Regions from separate parts of the Anas platyrhynchos genome. Here region 2 is linked to region 1. The links are chromatin contacts, called in public Hi-C maps. All regions are on one chromosome and are shown on one strand. Each heading gives the region's core, a stretch centred on a gene start, on an enhancer-like site or on the middle of the called end of the contact. The rest is flanking DNA. Distances are from core to core; before and after follow the strand shown. Region 1 overlaps LOC106014940 (a long non-coding RNA gene). Region 2 holds the start of AREG (amphiregulin).

Region 1 (2,749 bases), core at 132-2,631:
CTAAGGTAGTTACAAACATACGAAATGCAGGCTCTGCATTTCCACTGACATGCTTCTGCTTTGGTTTCGTCAGCTCTGTAAGATCTGAGAGATGCTCGGGGTCATTCCCTAGGGCATCCGCTGTACCGTTTTCCCTCAGACCTGGGCCACACACATCTGAATTCTTACCCTCAGCTCAAATTCTTTATATTAGTGAAGGGAAACTTCTAGATCAAAAGATACTGAGACAGGAGGCCTACTCTGGGGGTGCTGCCATTGTGCAAGGAGCAGGTTGTTCCTGTCGCTTTGTGAGCAAGATCTGTGCTGGCTCTGACAGCAGTCTAGCTCATGACAGCTCTGCTGGACTGTGGGGTCAGAAAGGTAAAACAGACCACTAAATCCTTATTGGCAAAGAGCAGCTCTGGCAGAGAAGTCCAAGAGAGACAGAAAATGCTCCAATTTACAGCCTGTTGGTCTAGGCACCTGCCTGAGATAAAGTACTGCTTCCAGTCCCGTTCTGCTGGTTTCAGACCTCAAGTGATTCATTTCTCCCAGAGACATCTCTCAGAGTGATGGAGCTGCTGACCTGCCGGGTCGCAGTCCCCCTTCCTTCATGTCATCTGCTGCTCTTCTCTGTGGTGCAACCATGCGATCAGGGGAGCCCAGCTGTCCAGTGCTGCCTTCTGAGGCGTGTTGCAACTCTCAGCACCTGCACGGTGTCAAAGGAGCCAGAGCAGGTATTTCTCTTCGGCTGGACATGGAGGGAGAGGCACTCAGTGAGCTGAGAGGGATAATTGCTACAGTGTGTTTTCATCCAGGGAATGATTAAACAAAGATCTGTAATCTTTGTTTAGGCATGAGAGGAAACAGGACCTGAAGCTTGAGTGCCCCATGCTTATTTAGTTGCATCAAGATCCACTAGACTTCTGCTAGCAACATCTTTTTGCATCCGTTGTAGCTAAAGGAGGGTAAAAGAGGTAGGATGCACTGGTCAAGCTGTAGGGCCAACAGGAATGCAGAAAAGGAAGCCAGCTGCTACAGAGCAGCATCAGCCTTGCTACCTCCTCTACACTGTGCAAGCCCTCCATTACTCAATCATGTTGCTCTGTACAGGATAAGAAGAAGGTTTGCTTGGTCACTGCTTCTCCTGACTCAGGCACAGCTCTGTATGAGTGGTCTTACAAGCTGGAAAGTGGGACAAGGTTGGCTGAAATTTGCTCTTGCAGCCTTTCCAAACATTCCTTAAGGGTCAGTTTCCCTCTGTTGCTTCTGGAAGTGCTCTACAGTCCACAAGTTGAAGGGATTTCACTATTGAAAACCAATTGAATACGAACTGCCTCACACTGAAAACTTCCCCAAACCAGGATTTCACAAGTTGCACCGAATGACCTTGTGCAATTATTTGCTAAACATCTCTTTGTGCCCGAGTACTGCCCAGCTGGCTCCTGAAGAGCAGGAAGGTAAGGCCTGGCCATCAATGTCAGGAAATAGGCTCAACCACAAATCCTTTAGAAACCAAAACCAAAGTAACTTGTCACCTCTATGTGTAGGTTTTCCACCGAAAATGCACAATTATTTATGGCCTGTGAAATCAGATACCAAGCCACTGGTGCTGGATGCACAGTAGTCAGATTACCTGTAAAACTTCTTTGATATCCACTGTTACATCCGTTATGACTTAGAAATGAAGAGAACAAGAGATCAGTTTGTACTCTGGCATTGCTCAGTGTATGCTTGCTTGGGGAAAAGTCTTTGTTGTCCTCCCATTGGGGAAAAAAAAAAAAAAAAAAAAAAAAGAAAAGAAAAAAAAACAGCTGTCTTGTACTGCAGACCTGAGCACTCACCTTTTGTGAAGAAATTAATCATTTTAGTGTGTTTGATTGTTCATGAAATGCAAAGTAAAAGCATTCTCTACTCCCCTCCCAGCACTCTGGCTCACCAGGCTCACCCTCAGTTCAGAGGCACCACAGGAACCTTGCGCCCCTCGGGCAGCTTTCCTTCGCACAGGAAAGGAGGCACAGATGCCTTTTCCTCGGACCATCAGAGTTTCTGCTGGGAAGCAGCGCCCCAGCACAGCCAGCCTGGTACTGCATCCCCTGCCTTTCATCCAGTGGCACACATTTAATCACCTGCCTCCCAAGGCAAAAAAAATCGTAACATTTTCTCTTCAGATGGTAGGAGCTTCTGGCCACAGCAGCCAAGTGACCGAGCTGCACCTAATGCTGCAGGGGTGCAGCTCTTGCCCTCTGTTACCCTTACAGCCACAGCAGAAACCTCTTGCAAATGCTCTCAGTGCAAACTTGCCTTTCAGCATCAGAGTGAAATTGCAAGTTATTCAGCTCCCTGATGAGGCTTGTCTGCTGCATCAAGCTATTCAGACCTAACAGGCAAGTGCATTATGAATGCACTGCAACTGGTCCTTCACAAATCACTTGCATGGGGTTTGTGGCTCAAAGCTTTCCCCTACCCCATCCTTCCTCCTGCTGTCCATTGCCTTGGACAAAACACTCAGGGGTATTAAAAGATCTTCTTGTTTTCTGGCATGCTGCTTCCTTCTCTTTCTATCTGTAGGGTTTAGAGTTTTTCCCTGGGGCAACCGATCTCCCTATGCCCTTCTCTCACTGCCTTATCGCTTACTAAAACGAGTTCATCCCCACAAACCCAGAGGAGAGCGATGGGGAGTGAGAGCAAGGAAGAGTCAATGCCACCAATGTGAAACTGCAGTATTTTTGAGTGTTTGTGTAGTAGTTCCCAAACTATGTACCACTCT
Region 2 (2,749 bases), core at 165-2,664, 35 kb before region 1:
GTCTGTGGTGGAGGGGAGGGAGCTGCGTTGAGCCCCAGGCTGCCCCCAAATGAAGACTGAGCGACTGATTTGGCAGCGTCTTTTTTGGAGCTGTCAGGCATCACTTCCCAAGATTTACCCACTCTGGAGTGCTCGGCGCGGAGCTGGCATGAGCCTGAGAGCCAAACAGAGCCCCAGGAGCTGTGTGTCCTCCTTTGGCCTGCAGAGAAGAGGGGAGAAGACTTAATAACCGAGCAACTTTGATCCCAGCTAGGTTAAACAAAGGCTCTGGCAGCTCCCTGAGCTGCAAATGGCATTCCAGAGCATCCCAATTAGAAGAGCAGAGCTTTGTCTGACTCTCACGGCCATCCCACCCTCTTCTGCTTCCTCCTTATAGCCGAGTACTGGGGATGCTCTTACGACACCCCGTGAGGAGGAACCTGATGCAGAGAGCTCCCATCTCGCAGCTCCTGGGGGCCATACATCCCCCTCTGATGCTCCACGCTGAGCCTTTGTGGTGCTGACCGACACCAAGAGGCATCCACCTGCTGTCCTCACACCCCTGTAGGGCTTTTCTGCGTTCCCACCCTACACCAGTGCGCTACAACCTGTTCCCCTGGGGTTCATCCCCTAAAAGCAAGCCGGTGTGGGACACGGGAGAGCAAGGCGCCCTTCACCAGGAGTGAGCGCCCACCCTGGCTGGCTGGCTGCCCCCCTCCTTGCCCCAACTCCGTCAGTCATTACTTACGTCCTGCTCCCCGAGCACACCACCCACGGCCCCACACGCAGGGCCATCACCGCCTTTACTGCCCCCCAAAACACGCCAACCCGCTTCCTCCGAGGCGCGGGGGGCAGAGCAAAGAGCGGAGGCGTGCCCCGCCATAAACGTGCCGCGCTGTGTGTGTGTACGGGGCTCGCCATGGCAACCCCGCTCCGCCTCACGGCATCGGGAGGGGGGGACGCGGAGCCCGGGGGGGGGGGAGCCGCCGACCCCCTGAGGGGGCTCCCCGCAGGGCGACCGTTGAGGCGGGAGCGCGACCGTTGGGGGGGGGAGCGACCGTTAACGGCGGGCGCGAGCCCCCCGAGCGCGCTCAGCAAGGTCCTACGAGGAGCGGCTGAGGGAGCTGGGCTTGTTCAGCCTGGAGAACCTTCTTTACTGAAAGGGTTGTGAGGCACTGGAACAGGCTGCCCAGGGAAGTGGTGGAGTCACCATCCCTGGAGGTCTTTAAAAGACATTTAGATGTAGAGCTTAGGGATATGGTTTAGTGGGGACTGTTAGTGTTAGGTCAGAGGTTGGACTCAATGATCTTGAGGTCTCTTCCAACCTAGAAATTCTGTGTGACTCTGTGAAGGTGCGCGTGCGCCGCCCCCCCCCCTCCCCTCACGGCTCCCTCCCGTCACCTGTGGCCCCGCCCAGAGACGTCACGGAGCCGCCTATAAAAGGGGCGGCGGCGGCGGGCGGCTCCTCATGGAGCGCTGCGCGCCGCCGGCTGTCGCGACACTCCACCTGTCGCCACGCTTCCCCTGTCGCCGCCGTCTCCTCCGACACTCCCTTCGCCGCCGCGATCCCCGATGCGCGCCCTGGCGTTGTTCGTCGCGCTGGCCGCGCTTGCAGGTGCGGGGGAGGGCGGTGAGGGCGCCTCGCGGGCGGCGGTTGGGGCCGTTATGAGGCGGTTTGGGGGGGTTGGCGGGCTGCGCGCCCCCCTGACGGCGCCGTCTCTCCTCACAGCCCGCCTCGCCGCCGCCTCAGCGGCCAACGGCACCCAGCCCGGCCCGAGGGAGGCTGAGGGCCGCCAGGGGGAGGCTGTGCCCAGCCCCGACTACGAGGAGGAGGAGGAGGAGGGTGAAGAGGCGCTGCCCGTCCACCAGTACATCGTGGATGACTTGATCCGAGGTGAGGCGGCGGTCCCTCCCCGCGGCTGTGCTTCGCCTGCTCCGTGCTGCCCCTTCTCGTCCCGAGTGCTCCTGCTGGGTTAGAAATAGGGTGTCAGGTTTGGGAGCGCAGTGGGAGTTGAAGTTAAGGGGTGTGGGAGCCGCTGTGCTATTTTCCTCACAGGAAAACTGTGGTGGAGTGACAGTCTAGCTGCTGTGGGAGCATCAGCAGGGCTGCTGGGTGCTGTCCCTCTCAGGAGAGGGGTTGAGATGAGGCTGGTTGTCCTGCCTTGAAGGCTTTTCGGGGTGTCTTCTCATGCTTACTTGACTTGGAGTTGACTAAAGTTTTGCAGGAGAAACCAACGCAAACCCCCTATGTGGCTGCAGAAGTGCTTGTTAGGCATCCTTTAGCCAACACTTAAACAGTCCTGGAAGCAATGAGGACATTTGAGCAGCCCACCAGACCAGAAACAGGGGGGACAGGAGGACCTTCTTGGTTCTCATCTAAGTGCAGTTGTGAGACAAGTTGTGGAGGCTGTGGCTAAAGGAATACCTATGAGTGATTAGCAATTCAGTGCAGGATAGTAATCGGTGCTGTTGCCTTCTAGGATGGGATCCAACTGCTGTTTTTCCTGAGGGAACACCCTGACGCTTGAATGAGACTCAGGGGAGCATGTTCCAGATATTATGTACGGGAACGTGTGGACCCTTGTTCAAGCTTTCTGTGACTGCAAGACCTTCAGGGGGAACAGGAATGTCAGAGTTAGTGAGCAGTTTAGCCAGTAAAACTACTGGCTCCGTGACTTCTGTGTTGTCTAACTGCACAGAAACCAGATTTGTTACCAAAGGTGGTTGGTTTGTAGACAAGCTCTGCTACTTGGCATGAGGTTTATCTGTG

The links. Hi-C and Micro-C count contacts between places; a contact is called where the count stands out from the background.
Region 2: a contact with region 1 is called in a Hi-C map of liver, with 2.5 times the contacts expected there. The contact joins the promoter of AREG here to the enhancer-like site in region 1. A contact is called at or near these places in 2 of 8 Hi-C or Micro-C datasets (liver and skeletal muscle).

The regions. Positions count from the first base shown.
Region 1 is chr4:49,861,038-49,863,786 of IASCAAS_PekinDuck_T2T, reverse strand. The region is part of intron 1 of LOC106014940 (a long non-coding RNA gene); the gene reads left to right. Among named protein-coding and RNA genes, the nearest start is that of AREG, 35 kb to the left of the region's middle. Within about 2 kb of position 1,381, at least 1 of the 8 cell types and tissues checked has an H3K27ac peak or open chromatin away from gene starts, as enhancers often do.
Region 2 is chr4:49,895,714-49,898,462 of IASCAAS_PekinDuck_T2T, reverse strand. It overlaps AREG (amphiregulin), which reads left to right and starts at 1,414. Exons shown (of 6, transcript XM_027457006.3): 1 at 1,414-1,594; 2 at 1,709-1,873. The coding sequence starts at 1,552.